2 separate regions of the Mus musculus genome follow, and region 2 is linked to region 1. The links are chromatin contacts, called in public HiChIP or PLAC-seq maps. All regions are on one chromosome and are shown on one strand. The core of a region is the stretch at or near the end of the contact, and the rest is flanking DNA. Distances in the headings are between cores, read along the strand shown.

The links. HiChIP or PLAC-seq counts read pairs in DNA pulled down with a chosen protein or histone mark.
Region 2: an H3K27ac HiChIP or PLAC-seq map of the HPC-7 cell line shows a contact between it and region 1, with 6 times the contacts expected there. The contact joins two enhancer-like sites. A contact is called at or near these places in 1 of 39 promoter capture datasets (erythroid cells), 2 of 15 datasets of contacts at CTCF or cohesin (CD8 T cells and the NIH/3T3 cell line), 4 of 484 Hi-C or Micro-C datasets (all in liver), 9 of 115 datasets of contacts at active chromatin or transcription factors (CD8 T cells, the HPC-7 cell line, bone marrow-derived macrophages and 5 more) and 5 of 9 other capture datasets (adipose tissue, embryonic stem cells, liver and 2 more).

Annotation. Positions count from the first base shown.
Region 1 is chr17:71,101,040-71,104,890 of GRCm38.p6, forward strand. It overlaps Myom1 (myomesin 1), which reads left to right. Exons shown (of 37, transcript NM_001083934.1): 23 at 1-61; 24 at 185-229. Among named protein-coding and RNA genes, the nearest start is that of Lpin2, 81 kb to the right of the region's middle. Within about 2 kb of position 1,997, at least 103 of the 459 cell types and tissues checked have an H3K27ac peak or open chromatin away from gene starts, as enhancers often do. A contact at or near this core is called in CD8 T cells, the HPC-7 cell line, adipose tissue and 4 more, where this site is marked.
Region 2 is chr17:71,212,652-71,216,319 of GRCm38.p6, forward strand. Lpin2 (lipin 2) reads left to right here. Exons shown (of 20, transcript NM_001357791.1): 2 at 2,313-2,513. The coding sequence starts at 2,322. Among named protein-coding and RNA genes, the nearest start is that of Lpin2, 31 kb to the left of the region's middle. Within about 2 kb of position 2,415, at least 76 of the 459 cell types and tissues checked have an H3K27ac peak or open chromatin away from gene starts, as enhancers often do. A contact at or near this core is called in CD8 T cells, the HPC-7 cell line, adipose tissue and 4 more, where this site is marked.

The sequences.
Region 1 (3,851 bases), core at 747-3,246:
TATTCTTGTGATGTGACAGACACGGATGGGATAGCGTCAAGCTACCTGATAGACGAGGAGGGTGAGTTTAAATCATTTCTCCCTGAGTCTAATGTTGCTTTCATTTCCCAGTTGTTATCAACTGTGTGTGATAAGTGGCGTTTGCTTTAGTAAGTAAAGGTTTGTCTTCCATTTTTCTATACAGAAATGAAACGTCTGCTTGCCCTCAGCCAGGAGCACAAGTTCCCGAGTAAGTACCCTGGTACCCGTGCAGATTTCAGTGGCTTTGCCGGGGCTCAGCTTCTGCAATAGAACAAATGACAGCTCAGGTGGAATTAAGAAAAAGTTTAGAGCCTTACCTGATGGCACAGTGCTGTAATCTTAGTTACTTAGCAGAGACAGGGAAAAGGCAAGTTCAAAGCCTGCCTGGGCTACAAAGTTCAAGTTCAAGGTCAAACTAGACAACCTCAAGTCTCTATTTAGACCTAAGAGGTTTTTTTTTGTTTTGTTTTGTTTTTTTTTTTTTTTTTTTTTGAGCTGCGAGTAGAGGCAGGGGAGTCCTAAGTTCATGGTCTGGTCTGGCTACATGATGAAACCTGGCAAAGGAAAGAAAGGAGGAATGAGGGAGGGAGAAAGGAAAGAGAAAGAGAGATGGGGAGAGGCGTTAGGATATATATCACAAGCCAGCAGCCACAAAAACGCCTTATAGAAATGACACCTTTCTTTGCCATTTTCCCCGAGAAGTGCCAAGATACTACCATAGGAAAAGTACCCCATGGGCTGTGTGCTTCTCTGGCATGAAGAGATCCCTGGATTTGATCCCCGGCATTGCATAAAGTCAGAAATGATGGCATACCCCTGCTGTCCCAGCACCTGATATCCCGAGTTCAAGCTCGCTCTGGGCGATACAGCAAAATAGGAAGTTAGAGGCCAGCCTGGGCTACCAGGGACCCTGTCTAAAAAAGAGAGAAACAAACAAGAAAACGAGAAGGGGACCAGGAGGAAAGAGAAAGGGAAGGGGATGGAAAGAAAACCCACACCATGCTTCATTCTGCATGGCAGTGTGAGGGGCCAGAGATGTATCATGAGTAGATCTGTTGTTCAGTTCTTAACACGTGTGTTTTGGGATCACACTCATATGTTCTAAACACACTCATTTATACGTTTCAGACAAATCTGTAATGTTGGCACATAGCAGGAGACTCAAAGCTCTAAACAAAGCCAATCTGAACACAATGTTTTGTACTCTTGGGAAACCGGATAAAGGGCCCCATTCTGAAGTAGAGCCCCTCTGAACTGTTTCCATGCCCTTAGACAAAGCACCTTCCATATAAAAGATTAAACCCTACAGCTGACACCTAACGGAAGGAACGCTTGAAATTACACCTCGGAGGTTCCGCTGGCCTGAAAGGATCCCTTACTCACTGGCCAGTCAAGCACACTGTCATGTTTGAGAAAGCAGATTAAAGAGTGGTGAATGCTCTCCCTCTTTTAAATGGAGAATCTAAAAGATTCCTCAATGCTTGCTTATATTTCTTATGACTATGGAGTTTCAGGAGGTCCCAGCCCATGCAACTAACTTCCTCTGTGTGCTTAGTCACCATAAAGCTGGAAAGTACTATTGTGGAGGATAGAGTTAATTCTGAAAGCCATGTGGAAGGTGGAGGCCTCCCTGGACATTCTTGGCTCCCTGACACGGCGTGAACCATTTCCGTTTCCCTGGGCTTCGGTTTCTTTTTCTAGGACTGGCAGTCGTGACAGTTCTTAGGCCCCAGTCAGAAGCTGTGTCTAAGGTGCATGTTTACATCCTCTGCTCAAGCCGGATCGAAGTGGAAAGAAGCACTAATCTAGTTAGGAAACACTGCTCATGTATCCAGGCAACAGCCTCCCCAACAACGTTTATATTTAGGTTAAAAGACGGTGTCACTGTTAGGTTCCCATTGCCTGGGCCTCCCCGGGTTGAGGAGCACGTGGACGTGGAGACAGTATAATTAAGGGCTTCGTAGCCAACTCATATGGTCGGCATCTACGCAGATGCTTTATCCTGCTTGTGCCTAAGGGTTTAATCATCGGTGCTTGGAGAGGGCGAGAGCAAACTCAAGGCTTCCTTACTGCAGACCAGATGTGACATCATGGCCAGCACACAGGGAGAGCCCAGGGACAGGTTTTAAACTCTGAGTGTGAATATCATACCCCAACCCAGAGAAGCTTTTCTGAGACCCTTGAAAGAGCATTGTAGAAAGGACAGTTCCAGTATTTTCTTTCACCAACTGCAATGATGAGGTTGTGAAAGGAAACCTTCAGAGAGCTGCCAGTGGGTCAGAGCAGCATATCTCTTTTCTCAGTTCACACCCACTTCCTCCTGGTCAAAGAAGACATCAAGTCATTTTCTTGAGATTTATAAGGTTCTACATGTCTCATTTCTCACTGATTGTAAAATTTAAAAATCCCATTCCTTTATCCTTTGAGATAGTAAAACTCTCCTCTCTAAAGCCATTTTCAAAAATATTTTGAAAACCAGTAAGCATATGCCTTCAGTCTATAAATAATATGTTTTGCTAGAAAAAATAAACTGCCTGAGAAGGTGATTTGGATCTGGAAACAGGAAAAGATTAAAAAAAAAAGTAGAGATGTAAAACCTAAAAATAATATAGCCTGCCCTGCATTATTAGTGCTGAGTTGCAGTGTGGCAAGTCACCTAGCTTGTCTGAGCATAGAAGATGCAACAGCGTCAACATCCTGCATCAAGGTTCTTCATTTATAGATATTTGCTATTGTCCTACATACACAGGTAATGTATTGTATGCACACACATAAGTGTATATCCATAACTATAAACACACTGCTAGGTGCTCCTAGTTTTTAACACATTATATTTAACAATTATAGAATATTGTTGAAGCAACTGGAGGAAAAAGCAGATACCAAAATAAGAAGAGCATATATTATATGCCAGGCCCTTCCTGGGGCATTCAGTTGGAATCCACTGATGCAGAAAGTACTATGGTGGTTGGATTTTAGAGGTTAAGAACACATGAGACCAGCAGATCCAATAGTGAAACCAGTTACATGTAGCTTGTTGAGTCTGTCTCTCGAATGCACATGTCATGTTTGCTTGTTCCCTCAGTGGCAATTCATGGCGATCTGTGTTCCTCTAGACAATGTTCTTGTGACTTGGGGCCAGACAGAGAACATCAAAGGCTCCCAGGAAAGCCAGTCCCTTACTTGGCATTGCTACTCCGAGTCACAGTACCACACATTAGGTCCTCCGTGATGGGTTCCCCAGACTTTTCTGGAACATTCTCAAGATTTATTTGTAGCAAGGGTTAACCTCTAGTCTTGGGAACTTTTATCTCCGCCACTCAGACTTTTATTCACACTGGAAAACCATGGCCTTCTGCATAGAAATGTTTTTTTTTGTTTTTTGTTTTTTGTTTTTTTGTTTTTTTGAGACAGGATTTCTCTGTATGGCCCTGGCTGTCCTGGAGCTCACTTTGTAGACCAGGCTGGCCTCGAACTCAGAAATCCGCCTGCCTCCGCCTCCCGAGTGCTGGGATTAAAGGCGTGCACCACCACGCCCGGCCCTAGAAATGGAACTGGAACAAAAACCAGCACAGAATAGCAGGGATTATCACAGGGATAATCTCTGTGTCTCTGGGGTCACCACTCTTTCTTAGCATTCACCTTTCTCATCAGTTAACGTGGTGGGGGACAGAGAACTTACCTCCATTTACTGATTACTAAGGTATTGTTACTTCCATCTACTGATAATTAATGTATCATGTTGTCCCATAATTAACTGTCTGATTGCCAAGCAAGGCACATGGTGTCCATGTTGACAGGTGTGGAGCACCCTTGACCCCTTGGCCAAT
Region 2 (3,668 bases), core at 1,165-3,664, 110 kb after region 1:
TCTCTGTGTAGCCCTGGCTGTCCTAGAACTCACTTTGTAGGCCATGCTGGCTACAAACTTAGAGATCCACCTGCCTCTGCTTCCCAAGCGCTGGGATTAAAGGCGTGCGTTAACGCTGCCTGGCGTGTTCCGTCATTACCTGCGATTGTTGGTGTCCTTGTTATGATATTTTGCTTGTGCATCCCAATTAACACCAAGTAAAAGACACTCAGTTGAGTGGACGCTCAGTAGAGGATTTGGGGCAGCCATATTCTTTCTTGGAGCTCTGAAGGTCTACACTGATCTCACAGCAGTTTACTGTTGTTTATTTGCTGTATTAGAGGTAGGATCTCATGCAGCCCAGGCCGCTTCTGAACTCTGGATCCAGAAATGTTAATCTTTAAAAACATAATGAGCCAGGAATAGTGGTGCTCAGGAGGCAGAGGCAAGTGGGTCTCTGTGAGTCCAGGCCGGTAGCGTCCTCATAGTGAATTCCAGGCCTGCTGGGGCTACATAGTAAGACCATTTCAAAAAGAAAAAATACAATGAGATTATCCATGAGTGATCTGATGGAATAGTATTTCTGCTGCACATAGTACAGTAATGACTCTTAGCTGTTTATTGGTTTTAGCTTGTTTATTGGTAGTTCATTTGATAGTTCTTTCCTTATTCAAGAAATAATTATTGTCAAATATAGTAGCACACACCTGTAATCCCAACACTTTAGAGACTAAAGTTGTCTTAAGTTCTAGGCCATCTTGACTACAAAGAGACCCTGGAGAGAAAGGTTGGTCAGGAGTGGTGGCACCTTTAATCTCAGCATCCAGGAGGCAGGGGTGGGCAGATCCCTCTGTGCTCAGAAGCAACCTAGTCTATGTCTTGAGTTTCAGGCCAGCCAGGACTGTACAGTGAGACTCTATCTCAAAAAAATTTTTTTTTCAAAAATTAAGTATTTGATGTGTGCTTAATCTGGCCTTGCTATCAAAATAAAAGCAACCATCCTCATCCTAAAACCAAAGCCACCTGTTTATAATTGTTTCATGGCTATAACATATTTTCTTTATAATTATGACATCCTCCACCTTAGGAGATCGTAGTAAATGTAGCTGCTTGTGTACATTGCACAAAGCAAGCTCTTTGGAATGTGCAGTTGGAAACCTTGGAATACCCAGGGGAATAATCAGGATTATATGCTTCAGGCTACTCAACAGCTAGACTGTGGTTACAGTCATCTCTGTATAGACTGTTGAGTGGAGTCTGTCTTGCCTTAGGCACTGACTGTCTCTGGCCAGTAGGCTGAGTTATGTGCTGATGGGACCTGGCAGGTCCACTTCATTTTTTTTAGGGGATCAGCACTTTGTCCCTGTTCCACCTAGGACTTACCTGACAACACAGAATGTCTCTCTAGAACTTTGCAAATATGGAATCTTGAGCTTAGGGCAACCAGAGCTGGTTTAGAGAGGCCACTCTGCGCAGTTAATAGTTTGGACTCATTACTCCTAGAGTCCAATAAAAATTGACTTCTGCATTAGCCTAAAGCTGGAGGTTTTTCTGATCCTACATCCAGGGGATGGACTCTCTGTGGATTTGGCTTTAACGTAACATAAAGGTGTCTGCTGAGTGATGGTGTGTTCACCCGCTGGAGGGAGAGCTGACAGCCTGAGGACTAATGGGTTTGTTTTGGTGTGGGTTGGGTTTTTCAGTGGATGAGTCAGGGTAAGGGGTGAAGCCAGATTTAGATGTACCCTCTCTCTTTTGAATTGCAGAGCTCTGGTGATCTTGATTTGAGTAGTGAGTTGAAGTTGAGAAACCAAAACCCCTTTTGTGCTCTGAACATTGTGGGACACAAACGTTATGTCCCATTATGCCATGTTGAGGTTCTGAAGTCATGGTACGTGTGTTAGTCTTGGCGCAGCTTACCACAGCTCGCTTGACGCAGCATGTACCTGATGTATCTGAACCAGAAGATCTCGGTTCTCAGTTGTATCCCTTGTCTCTCTGCAAAGATAAATCCCAAGCTTCCCCTGGAGGTGACAGTCCTCCTGTCCTTGCCTCCTGTGGTCAGAGTGGACATAGTACTGCAGGTCCTGAGCGGTTGGTGGAGGGAGATGAAGACAGTTGGCCCCACCCTGGGGTGTGGAAGGAAACAGAACTTCCACAGCCTCCAACCCCACTTAGAGGCACTGCCAGTCTGAGACATATGTGTGATGTAGCTGGGGCAGCAGGAGAGCAATGGGCTCTGGACAGCAGAGCAGAGTGTATGTTTAATCAAACTCTTTATGTCGTTGCTGTTAGTTGTCAAAGTTAGTGCTGACATCGTTTTCTTTTCTCAGTCTCAAACCATGAATTATGTGGGCCAGCTGGCTGGGCAGGTGCTCGTCACTGTGAAGGAACTCTACAAGGGCATTAACCAAGCCACGTTGTCTGGATGCATCGATGTGGTCGTGGTGAGGCAGCAGGATGGCTCCTACCAGTGCTCGCCTTTTCACGTACGCTTCGGGAAGCTGGGTGTCCTGAGGTCCAAGGAGAAAGTGGTGAGTGCACAGGTCACCATGGTGACCGGCCCCTTCCTCTTACTCTTTTTTTTTTTTTTAAACTTGCATGCTATTGAAGACCATGGTAAGAAACCAACTTTATAGGTACTGCTTTTGAATTGGCTTCTAAATTCAAAAGACTCTCTTATAGAAAGTTTCTCCAAATGAAAAAGAAACTGAAATCATGAAGAGACTCAGAACAAAACTGGAGATAATTACAAATGAGGAAGTTGGGCTTATTTTGAAAAAGAAATTTTGCTTTATTTAATATAGCACTTTAAAATAGTGTAGGGCCAGCAAGATGATTCAGTGGTAAAGGCTCTCTCCATCAGTCCTGAGACCCACAGGGTGCAACAAGAGAACACACTCAGAAGTCATCCAGTGACTTGACCCGTGTACCCTGTGGCTCATGTACATGCTTTAAATCCTCAGTTTAAAAAAAAAAAAAGGCTCTCTAAAAATAAAATAATGCAGTCTGGAGATACAGCTTAGTCAGCAAAACATTTGCATACCATGCACCAAGCCTGTGCAGGCACTGAGGAGGTAGAGACAGAAGGACAGGAGCATTCTCAGCTCAGCCACATAGCAGAGGTGCACGAGGCCAGCCTGAGACACAGGAGAGCCTGTTGATTGATTGATTGATACATACACACAAACATATATGATAATATTGTTGTACTGATTATGAGTAGGTAGACTAAGCTCATGTAATCAAGTGTAGATTATATTTATTTAAAAGAAATAAACACCCCAATTGAATGTTTGTATTTTTCCTCTTTTGCATTTAATGGGGGGCAGTGTTTGGATGTTTTTAAATTATCATTTCCCTCAAGTATTGGGCAATAAGAAGGTTTTTGAATTGTGTGTATGGTAGGTTTTAAAACAGAGTTAATGATAAAACTTTGTAGAGCATGTATTTGGCAACTTTTCACTTCCACATTGTCTTCCACATGGTGATAATAATGTCAGCAACTCTTACTAAGATTTCGGAGCACTTTGCCACTGGGTAGCACAGTGGAAGGGTGGGTGCCGAAGGACCAACATGCACAAGTTAAAGAGGTTTTTGCTGGTGTTTTTTTGGATATACATCTCCCTCTACTTAGGCTTTGGGTTTTTGAAACTGAAAGAAAGTGGGTTTCCAAAACTAGACTTTAT